Regions from separate parts of the Rattus norvegicus genome. Here region 1 is linked to region 2. The links are chromatin contacts, called in public Hi-C maps. All regions are on one chromosome and are shown on one strand. The core of a region is the stretch at or near the end of the contact, and the rest is flanking DNA. Distances in the headings are between cores, read along the strand shown. Region 1 has its middle 190 kb from the start of Wdr72. Region 2 holds the start of Onecut1 (one cut homeobox 1).

Region 1 (6,106 bases), core at 2,714-5,213, 550 kb after region 2:
CAAGCGAGTGTACATGCTGGAAAAGTTCAGAGTTCTGGGTCCGCTGGAGGTGGCAGTACACTCGTGTAAAAGCCTGGCACAATGGTGAGCCCCTTGTAACCAGCACTACAGAGTCAGAGATATGATCATTAACAAAACTCTCAGAGAACCCCCAAGGTGGGATTCAAGACACTGAGACCCAGAAATGCACAAGAGACAGCCATTATATAAGTTCCAGCTGGTGGCCTGCCCACAGAACACACATTTGCTTTTTCATGGTCTGTTTCCTGCATTCTAGACCTCAAATCTACCACATATAATTTTAGCCAAATATGTTCTTTGCTTCCTCTGGGTTCATATAACAGAAGGGATAACCAAGAGATTGATTGGATTGCTGATGGCTATTAAGAAAGAAGCCGCTTTCCTGTGGTACCCTTAAAATGTCAGTGGACCTCTTATTTTGCTTTTCCCTCAACCTCTTACTCCTCTTGGTCCCCTAAAATCACATTAGTACATTCTTGCCTTTGGTGAAACTTCAGAGTATCCATGACCTCTTTTCATATCTGCCTGGATAGTTTTCTAAAGGTAATGTATCATCTTTATCCTAAAAGAGCTTTAATTTCTTAGTTATTGTTTTATTAAAGAGCTAGAGCTTTATTTTTGTGAGTGAGTAGGAGGAAGATTGTCAAATGTCGAGGGAGAAAAAGAATGATAGGTTGTTATCTTCTGTAGAAAAAAGTGTGTCACACATGTCAGGAACTGACAGGGAAAAACACACAGACATCCATAGCCAAAGACATGATGGACGCTTAGGGGACTAATCCCAATACATACTTTGTTTTCTGTGTAATGGGATGTCAGTTCTGAAGAATAAACAGCCTTTCTTGAATCCAGAGTTATAAGCACTTATTTGTCGAGATAAAGTACAGAGAAGAAATATTGTGCACTGTAGCCCATAAGTCATCTCCCTGTCCTCTTGGGTAAGCAAACAGGGATTTGAATATTTTCACTCACTGGGACATGAATTGGAAAACTGAAAGAGCTAACAGATCATGACCGTGATCTGAAGCAATCTAGACAGGACACCAGAATTCCATTGGTATCTGAAAGGTTGACTTGATTATAAATAGAGGTGCCACACTAGGGGATGCCCACCAAAAGACAATGGGCCTCAGGGACCTTTTATTCTTTTCTCATACATTACATCTCAACCACAGTTTCCACCCCTTCAACTCTTCCCAGTCCTTCAGACCCCCTCCCCTCTCCCCTATATCAACTCCTCTCTGTTTCCCTTCAGGAAGGAAGGAAGGAAGGAAGGAAGGAAGGAAGGAGGAAGAAAAGGAAAATGAGAAAAGAAAAAAGAGAAGATAGGACCTCCAAGGGATATCCACTGAATATGATATAATAAGACTGGGCACAAACCCTCAAATCACAGATGGATGAGGCAACCCAGTAAGAGGCAAACAGTCCCAAGAGCAGGCAAAAGAGTCAGAGACCCAGCGCCCCTCCCCCTTTTCATTGTTTAGAATCCCACTAGAAAACTAAGCTACACAACCAAAAGTTATTTGCAGAGGACCTAGCTCAGACCCATACAGGGACAACGTTTGTCACTTCAGTTGCTGTGGAGCTTTATGAGCCCTGCTTAGTTGATTCAGTGGCCCATGTTTTTACGGTACCCTCGATGCCTCTGACTCCTACAGACTTTCCTCCTCTCTTCTGTGGCTTTCTTGTTCCACTTAGTGTTTGGCTGTGGGTCTCTGCATCTACTCCCATCAGTTGTTGGGTGATGCCCCTCTGATGCAAATGGGCTGGGTACCAATCTATGAGTATAGCAGAATATAATTAGGAATCATTTCGTTGATTTTTTTTGCCAGTCATGTTTATTTCTATCCTGGATCCCTGGACTATCCTGTCTCTGTCTCCTAGCCATGTAGGCAGTGTCAGGCGTGGGTTACCTCTTGTGGCATAGTTACCTTTAATAGTCAATTGAGCATAGCATCCAATTAATCACCTGAAAAGAGTCTCAACTGAGAGATCACCCAGATCAGACTGGACTGTGAAAAGTCTATAGAGGATTATCATGATAATTAATTAAGGTAGGAGAGCCAAGTCCACCATGGGTGGCACAGCTCCCTAGGCAGGTGGTCCCAGGCAGTATAAGAAAGTTAGCTAAACATAAGACTTTAAGCAAATCAACAAGCAGTTTTCCTTTGCAGTATATACTTCAAATTCATGCCCTGACTTCCCTCAGGAAGTCTATGGCATGAAAGGTTAAACCAAATAAACATTTTTCTCCCCTATATTGCTTGTGGTCATGATGTTTTATCATAGCAACTGGAATGAAAGTAGAACATTTGGCTAGAATCAAATGTGCATGTGGACATAAATGCTGATCTGTGCATCGTTTGGTCAGTTCCACATTAAAAGTAAGAGAGTCTTGACAAGACTCTTAGGTACATCTAGACTCCAATTCAATTGATTTTGATAATAGTTTTTGTTCTTTATAAGTGAGCATTGGATGCCAAGCAATGTGTATGAGATCTAAGGCTACAGAGAGAATGCAGGTACCTCAATCAGTGTGAGTGGTAAGAAGCTGTGGAGGAAGCTGTCCTTCCAGGGCAGAATGACAAGAAAGACAATCACAAATACAGAATGTAGGCCAGTACAAGCTTAATGGAAAAAGATTTTTATGTTTTTTTTTCTTTTTTCTTTTCTATGGAAGAGAGAAATAAGAACTGACTATTGTCTACCACAGCATTACAATACCTACTTGTGCTTGTGCAATGGAGAATATTTTCTTACCAGATGGTTCCCATTGCACCAAAATAGAATAATGTTAGTCTAATGGGAACTACTTTGAACTTGACATTAGAATGCTGTCCCAGATCTACCTGTCCCTATTGATACTTGCCCACCTAAACATGAAATCATTATATTGAAGTTTCTGGAATCCCATTTCTGTTCCAGTCTTCATGAAGGGATAAGCAAATGTCTTACCTTTTGGAAACTCAAATTGATCATTCACAGAGTGGGGACAACAATCTCTATGCTGACAACCTTATCATGTTCATTGAGAATCGTAGAGGAGTAGAAGGAGGTCAGGTACAAAGGAAACTGCTGGAAAATGAATCTAAGTAGTTTAACCTTCATATACATGCCTGCATATCAACATACACATATACATCATGTACACATATGCATATACATGATCTAAGCACTGTGGTCATTATCTTAGCAGAAACCATTGTTTGATCTTCCAAAACACTATTGGAACCACAAACTGTCTTCAGTGGCCCAATAGGCTCCTCTCGACTCTCCTTATGTAGTTCAGGTCTATCTGAAAACTGTCACATGATAAAACATTAGGCTTATTTTGTTGGGTTTTTTTTGTCTTTACTCACTCAAATAAAAAATAGTAGACTAAGAATCTATCACCTGACCGTGTCCAGACATTCACAGAGAGCACTACAGCATTCTGCCCCTTAGGGCAGACATGAGTTTCCCTCTTCTAGAAAGGTCTATTGGATATATTTTTGTCTAAGTGGATTCAGACCCTGCTTCATTGTGGCAACATTTAGCAGTTTTCCCACAGCTATCACGCAGATCCTTCCCTCCCCCAGGTTGGTATAAACTCAGTGTTTAGAATAATAGAATGTTAGCATATGCATTTTTTAAACCCACAGATGGTTGACTTTTTTTTTTTTTTTTTTTTTTACCCAGAGGTGGTAGAAAGTGAATAGTCAGTCTGGCTGGACTTTTGGGTTCTTGCTCGAAGGTTAAGCAAATGTCACAGGACTTTTTCTTCTTTTAGGCTTAGCTAATATACTTTTGGTTTGCACTGATGAAAACATACTTGGAATGGAGAAAGGAATATTGCCAGCGTATTCTGGGAATAGTATGCCTCAAACACAATGTTCTGTTCAGTCCACAGATAAATAAAATACCGTATGTGTTCAGAGAATCGTGCCTCTTTCACTGGCACCTAGGGATCTGGGCCTGGAGGTGAGAAAATGTAGCAGGAATGAATGTGTCTGCTGTCTTCATCCTAGGAACGGCTGTCAGAGGGATAACAGATTAGCCTCTCTCTGGGCTGCTCACCCTCCAGAGTCAGACTAGGTCTGTGAATGGGGTTCCAGGGAAGAAAAAGCTTCTGAAATGATAAGCTAGTTTCTCATTACAGCCAGTTGCCCCAGGAGGCAAGGAGCTCTGGGGCTCTAGAAATGTGCAAGGAGGGGTTTAACTACCCAGTCACTGCACGCATGAGAGCCCCAAGGAACAACTTCAAGAAGTGAGGTCTCGTTTATTCTAGGTATTCTTGGATCCCAGAATTCAAAGCAAAACATGTGCTCAGAGAAATATTCTAAACTAGCTTGTGTTGACCCTTCCTTGTGCATAGAGGTTCAGTGTTTGGGTGTGTTCTTTTGGGTTCTTTAAACTCTGCCACCCGATTTCAATGTAGGTAGAAATAGCTCTCCTACAACATAAATGTTGAACATAACATAACATAACATAACATAACATAACATAACATAAACTCTGCCACCAGATTTCAATGTAGGTAGAAATAGCTCTTCTACAACATAAACTTTGAACTTCCTATAAACCTCTAAGTCTAAGATCAGTCGTTAGCTTTTTCCATGTGTAGAAAACATAGCATAATTCCTATGAGGGACACTGAAACTCAGGGAAACTAAACATGTAGCATGGGGTATATGCGAAACCTCTATCTTTTCAGTTTTACTGTAAGCCTAATGCTCTTCTAAAAATAAAGTCTATTAAAAACAAACAGAAAAGGAAACAAACAGTTCGTACAAAATAACCTTGACATTGCCAGGTTTCTAAGACTTGGAAGGAGAAGCTGCAGGCTCGCCTTACATAATTGGGATGGGTGTAATGTAGGAGATATTTTCAAAGTGTAGACAGCTGGGTTTACGAAAACAAATTCTGCCAAACCCAAGGTCTGACGGTAGTGGGTATAGTTACTCCAGCCCTGAAGAAACAAACAGAAGAAGCAGTTTCTAATAGCACTGAAGGCCCCTGAGGGGAAGGAGAAACTCCCTGCATCCCTGTGTCTCTGAGTGCCTCCTATGGACAGAACCCACTGGGAGCCAGGAGGCAAGGGCAGCTGTTGGCACTGTGTAAGTACTCTGATATCACAGAACACAGGGTATAGTGTAAAAGGGCTGAGAGGGGATCTAGAGAGGAAGTGGGGACTGTCCAGCCTTCTCCTGTGTCACAGCACACATTTAAGCTGTCATTTATTCTTTCCTGTATATCTGTAGCCTGGAACACATCTTGTGTCAGAATCTACACCATGTTTTATATTATCAAGGAAAAATACTTATCAGTATTCTGGTTGAACTAAATATTTGGGTTCTTTTTTTAAAATTTTTTTATCTTTATTAAATTGAGTATTTCTTATTTACATTTTGATTGTTATTCCCCTTCCCGGTTTCCGGGCCAACATCCCCCCTTGTCCCTCTCCCTCCCCTTCTTTATGGGTGTTCCCCTCCCCATCTTCCTCCCATTACTGCCTTCCCCCCAACAATCACATTCACTGGGGGTTCAGTCTTGGCAGGACCAAGGGCTTCCCCTTCCACTGGTGCTCTTACTAGGCTATTCATTGCTACCTATGAGGTCAGAGTCCAGGGTCAGTCCATGTATAGTCTTTGGGTAGTGGCTTAGTCCCTGGAAGCTCTGGTTGCTTGGCATTGTTGTTCATATGGGGTCTCGAGCCCCTTCAAGCTCTTCCAGTCCTTTCTCTGATTCCTTCAACGGGGGTCCTGTTATTTGGGTTCTTAAGAAAAGATTTTATAAAGAAGTAATTAAATGTTATGCATGTAAACAAAACTCGTTTTTTATGACGGCAGGCTTTTGATACACATAGCATCCAAAATACAGCTCTATCCGGTTTCAAGCGCCCATCCTCACTATTTCTTTCTCTCATGGTCATGCTATGCTCTTTCCTGATAAACCCACCAGTGCTCTCCTTTTAACTTTATAGACCTTCATGTTCAGTAAAATGTTGGCTCACTTTTTGACATTTCCAAATCTCCCGTTTTTTAAAGTAGGGCAAATGTAAGGGAGACATCTCCGAAATTCATACTGCTCCTGCATTCTGGTTCCC
Region 2 (5,782 bases), core at 2,204-4,703:
CCAAAAAGGGAAAAAAGAAAAGAAAAAGAAAAGAAAGAGGCAGTGCTCTGCGGTGTCTCAGGACATCCTGTGTGCTCTGGTTTCATGTCCACTGCAGCCTCCCATTTTCCACACAGTCTAGGAAAGGGCCACATGCCTGGAGCCCAGAATAACAGAGCTAGCCATCTGGACGTAGGTGTGTAGATAGTAGCCCTATGATGACCTTCTCCGTCCCACGAGCACTTGCTCAGCACCCAATTCGTGCCTTTGTTGTGCAGGTTCTAGGACTTGGTCTTCATTCGCCCAAGCAGTCAACCCCCCCACCCCGCCCAAATCCCTGGCTCAGTTCTCTTATCTGGAGGCCAGTGGGCCTTGCACAGGATAGATAGATTAGGTTTCCAGTACTAGACAACCATCTTGCTACAGGACCTATCGTATCAGTGTGTCCTGCTACGATGTGAGGAGAGATGACTTCAAGAGGGTGCTGTGGATGGTTCTGAAGGTGCGGCCGAAGGGAGAGCAGCAAGGTCAGCTGCCCTCAGGGGTGATGAAGCCAACACTACAAAGAGTGCTACCTAATGGAACCTGGAGGCTAAAGGATGGCATTCAGTCAGTCTAGGTCCCCTGTCTGAACTGAGGCCACACCAGATTCCTGGGGTCACTTGAGAATTGTACAGCAAAGGACTTAGCTATGCCAGAAATTCTGGGCGGTCAGAGGCTGAGGCAGAGCGGCATCCTTGACGGAAGGCCTCTAGAGTCCAGATCCGGGGAAACGCTAGGGTAGCCTCGCAGGCTAGGATCTGAGGCTAGTTCGCACCTACCTCTCCCCAGCTTCTCATTGGCAGGCACCGGGTGGGGGGAGGGGGGCTCGGCCTCATGCTTTGATTTTAGTCTGTGAAACGGCTCAGTGCTCTCGGCTCAGAGCGGATTGACTGTCTTTCATTCTCTAGGGACGAATTAATGGAGAACGATCAGTTAATTAACAAACCCTCATTCCAGCGTTTACCTTTCTCTTCACCAAGATTCAGACCTAGGCGCAGGGCTCAGATGAGGCTGTGTGTGTGGCTTGGGCTGGGGGTTTTGGGGTGGGAGGACGTGGATACTGGAGTCAATCAAGGCGACAACCTCCGCCCAGGTCTTGTGAACAAAGTCCGCCCCTAGGCTGCCCTCTTCTCGCGTCTTCAAGGGTCGCCGGGTGTTCCTGGATCCCTGATGCAGTTCCAGCTGAGCACAGCTGTCCACTAGGTCTCTTAGCCCACACAGGAGCCGGGCCTGGTGCCTGCACTTGGCAGCTGAGACTTTCAGTGCTCAAAAAACATCATACAGCTTGCTAGGGATTTTGAACTGCGAGGCCGGCTTGCTGATTCGAAGGACATTTACACATTCCCACCCAGTAGCAGCGCAGAGACTTAGATGGGGGAAAAAATCACGACGATGAAAAAAGCTAGTTGTCAGCCTAGGCTCAACCGGGAGTTTCCTGGGGACCTGGTCACTGTCCGCCTCTGTCCCTTTCCTTTCTACAGCCCGTTATGCACTCAACGCATATATGATAACCCTTCCAAAGCAGCCCCGCCGCCGTGACACTCATCGCCTGCAGGTTTGGAATCTGTGTACACACACCCTATTGAAGTGCGGCTCCCCTTACGCACGGCGCCAATAAAACCGGCCAAGAGTGGGTCGCCGCAGCCAGCTCAGCCAAATATTGACTGGCAGCTTGAGCAGCTCCGGCCCCGCGCGCGGTATATGCCTTGAACAACGGTAGCTAGTTTCTAGGCATTCTTTGTCCCTTCCTAAACCCTCTTGTGCTCCGCTGAGAACCATATGCCCAGTGTTCCGCCAGGTTCTAAGAGTCTCTACCTGCGGCTCAAAACCTTGCAGCTCTGTCTGCGAGCAAAAATGCAACCCCGAAGTCGCGGAGGCCGCCTTGTTCGGTCTTCGAAGCCTCCCTTAGCCCAATGCGCTGAGCCCTTGGAGAAGGAGAAGGAGGAGGTTGGCTACCTGAGCTGGCTCTTCCAGGTCTAGAGACACCTCTCTTGAAGAAAGGGGAGGCGGAGCGGGACGAAGCGCGCCCAGCCTTTCTCATTCCCTCCCACCTTCGGTCCCTTATCTGGCCCACGCGCCCATCGGCTCACCTGCTAAGCGGAGCGCCGACATGCGCTGGAACTCCGGCTCCTGCAGCCACTTCCACATCCTCCGGAAAGTCTCCCGACCGGACTTGAGTTTGCTCCAGGGCTTGGGGTTTCGCAGCAGGTCCGAAAGGGTCCCCTGGGAACGGCAGAGCACCCTCTGCGCGAAGATGGCCTGTGGGATGCTGTAACGTTTGAGCTCGGTGGTGATACGCTGAGCCACCTCTTTGGTATTGATCTCTTCCATCTGCCCTGAATTACTTCCATTGCTGACCTGCGCGCCGGTCACCGAAGGGTTGGGCTCCCGGGCTGTGCCCAGGAGCTGTCCGTGGCCCTGGGCATTCAGGTGGGCATGGGGATGGTGTGGAGGAAGGCCGTTGATGGGTACCATGCCGGCCGAGGTGGGCGTGAGGTGCTGCTCCCCGTGGCGACCGAGCATGGCAGGGTGGTGGGCTTCAAAGCCATTTGGGGTGAGCATCTTGTCGGTGGGCATAGCCGCGCCGGGATGAGCATAGTGGGGAAGTCCTTGCTGGGAGTTGTGAATGCTGCCCAGACCCGAGCCAGAGAGGGGCGAGAGGCTCTGGCCCATGCCAGCCACGTCCTTGTGGTAGGGGGTATAGAGGTTATTCATGGAGGCCAGCCCGCGCTCATCCCGCATAAGTGTGAAACTACCGCTCACGTTGCCCGCCAGGCGCTGGTGGTGATGTGGGTGGTGGTGGTGATGGTGGTGGTGATGGTGGTGAGGGAACTTGTCGGACACGGTGGAGATGGGCGGCAGCGGCTGCAGAGGGGTTAAGGTGGTGTAGGTGGTGGGCATGCTCATACCTGGGGGAGTTTCACAGGCCATGGTCATGGTGGGGTGCAGGGGGCCAGCCAAGCTGTGCTCAGGGGCGCGGTGGTGGTGGTGGTAATCGCTGCCTCCGCTGCCGCCGTCCAGCAGCGACGCCATGCCCATGGAACGCGGGTGAGCGGGAGGCAGGTGGCTGCCGCGGTGCCCCACGGAGCTGCGCGCGTGAGGGCTCCCGCCCAGCAGGTCAGCAGGGGCGGGCACCGGCTCATGGCTCACCCCGTGCAGCTCGCCGATCGCCTCCATGGTCAGCTGTGCGTTCATCGTGATGCGGGTGAGCGGGCTGCAACATCGATGTGGCCGGGCAGAGGCGGCGAGGGGCGCACAGAGTCCAGTCTTCACATCGGCTGCCTGCGACTGTGGCCTTTCTTCCTCTCACTGTGGGGATCTGTGTCTTTCGCTCTCTCTGTGTGTGTCTTGCCTTCTCTCTTGCTCCTACCTTCCCCTCTGCCTTTTCTTTTCTTTTTTTTCTTTTTTAATATTAATTTCCAAAAAGGATCCGTGCTGTTGGGAGAGCGCGGTGCCCCTAGCCCGCCCAGCCCGGCCCCCACTCGCCCCTCTCTTTCTTAGAATCCTGCTGCCCCCGGCTCCCTTGACGCGGCCCGTGTGCCTGCCGCGGCTGCTGTCTGCCTGTGCCGCCCGCCAGCTCGAGCCATGGCTCGGTTACTGTTGCAGACTGTGGCTGCGATTCGGTAGCCGCTGCCGCTGCCGCTGCCCACCCTCACGCCCGCCGGGCGCAGCGCGCATGCGCGCTGCCAGGCCCCGCCCCCTCAGTCCCAGAGCTCCGTGACGTCCTAGCACAAATGAACTAAGGGGGGGTGGGGGGGCCGAGTAGAGCTTTCTCAGCGGCGCCGAATGGCCCGGGATCGGTGAGCACGTGCACGGGACGCGCGCAGAGCGCGACCTGGAGCCGCCGCCACAGTCCTCGGAGATTTGCTACCTCCTGGTCTTCCTTACTTCCTCCCTCTCTCTTCCCAGCCCGACTCTCTTGCCTGCTTTCTGTCACCGTGGGCCAGCAAGGTTAGAGAACTAGAGCCCCTGGGTCGGAGTTGCTGGTTCCCGGTGCAGGTTATCGGCTGGGAGCTGGAGACTATGCCATGGCCTTTGCCCGTTCGCCCATTGGGCTTTATTCCCTGGAGAGTCTCTGGAGGCCAGTCCGTTCCCTGTACTTAAATGATTGTCCTACAGGGACTTGGGACGAGTATACCCTGAAGGCCTAGATCAGCGTGGGCGCCGTAGAACTGGTATCCATGACCCTCACAAGTACTCCTCGAACTACCTTTCACCCTCTGAGCCCGGGGCAGAGGAGCACCCAGGGATTAGTACTCTGTGAGGAGCGTTCAGATCGAGGCCACACCTCACCACCCAGACCTCAGAGAAGGTCTTTCACTATGTTCCCAAGTAAGATGGCTCTCCCACTTTGGATAAGTCTGGAGGATACTGAGGGAGACAGAAGCTCGTCCTAGTTAGGATTGGGGGCGGGGGCTGGTCTTTTAGTTACTACATAGCCTTTCTAGAAAAGAACCTAGAGGTTGCTTGCTGCTTGGAAGGAGTACCTAAGCAGGCAGAGTGCAGGCGGCCGAGCCAGTTTCCGAGCGGCTTGGACCGCAGGGACGCTTTCCTTTTCCTGGCGTCCCTGCAAGAAGCCTCCAGATTTGAAAATCAATTCAGCTTTGGGCATAATTGTGCCCCTGTCACAGTCACGCTCCAATCCGGAATTGAACCCGGGCCTTCAGCCTGGTGGGGACGCGTGGGGAGGCCCCCAGTGTGGGACACACACCCGGCCGCCACATGCCGCGGCTTTCTTTTATTTACAAAAGAAAGAAAGAAAAAAGTCCGTAACAAAAGGCAGAGCCTTGTCTGCTTAGGTGCTTTTATCCCTTGGAGAAAGGACAGATGTGCCCATTGTCAGGCCCTTGGCAGTTACGGCCGGGTCAGCGCCGAGCCTCAGCCTGGGGCTAGCGGTGTTCACAATAAGGATAGCCTCAGAGCGGGCTTTCAGGGCTCAGCTACTGAACAAAGTGTCTGAGGCCTGCTCTGCGCCAAACACAGAACCCACCGCCTGTGTTTCCTTGTAACGGTTTTCAGAGAGCCTAGGATTGAGTAGTGGTGGTGGGGGTCTATAAGAAAATTTGGTATGGTCAACCCAGGGCCTGAAATCTCATCAGTTAAGGTACAAACAGGCTCATCCCTTAGCCCAAGTGTCTACCTCCAACTGCACAAGACCCACAGTCAAGGAGTCAAGGTCAGTGGGTACACTAAGACTTCCTACAAGACTAATTCTGCTGGGTCTCAACATCATAAAGGGCTTCATCCTACCCAAAGAACTCCTATGGATCCCACTTCAAGTCAGCTTGGTCATGATCGTTTTAGGAATATGAACCCCCTCCCCACAGGAAAAGGTCATTGGGAGGAGAAATACATTGGCCAAAACCAAAATAAATAATACTAATTTAATTTATTTATCATCTCTTCAGACACATCCAAGCACAACATATTTCCTAGAAACCAAATCTACCTACCTTTCTTTCTTTCTTTCTCTCTTTCTTTCTTTCTTTCTTTCTTTCTTTCTTTCTTTCTTTCTTTCTTCTCTCTCCTTTCTTTTTTGAATTCCTTTCCAGTAACACAGGGTTCTTGAATCTCTTGTAAAACCAAAGAATGGGTTGAAACAATCTCAGCTCATCTGTTTCTGCCACCATGTTTTAATCCCATTGAAATGATTGATCTGCCCTTGTGGCCATCTCTTCTTGAAAGACTGTTCCTTTAAAAAAACAAAAGAAATTAGGACACCAATGGTTCATGGTGTCACCCCCTCCAGTAAATTAGAGAT

What was found. A called contact is a pair of places that touch in the nucleus more often than the background predicts.
Region 1: a Hi-C map of liver shows a contact between it and region 2, with 3 times the contacts expected there. The contact joins the enhancer-like site here to the promoter of Onecut1 in region 2. A contact is called at or near these places in 2 of 12 Hi-C or Micro-C datasets (frontal cortex and liver).

Annotation. Positions count from the first base shown.
Region 1 is chr8:83,927,423-83,933,528 of GRCr8, reverse strand. No RefSeq gene overlaps it. Among named protein-coding and RNA genes, the nearest start is that of Wdr72, 190 kb to the right of the region's middle. Within about 2 kb of position 3,963, at least 2 of the 93 cell types and tissues checked have an H3K27ac peak or open chromatin away from gene starts, as enhancers often do. A contact at or near this core is called in liver, where this site is marked.
Region 2 is chr8:84,477,976-84,483,757 of GRCr8, reverse strand. Onecut1 (one cut homeobox 1) reads right to left here and starts at 3,453. Exons shown (of 2, transcript NM_022671.3): 1 at 2,112-3,453. The coding sequence starts at 3,216.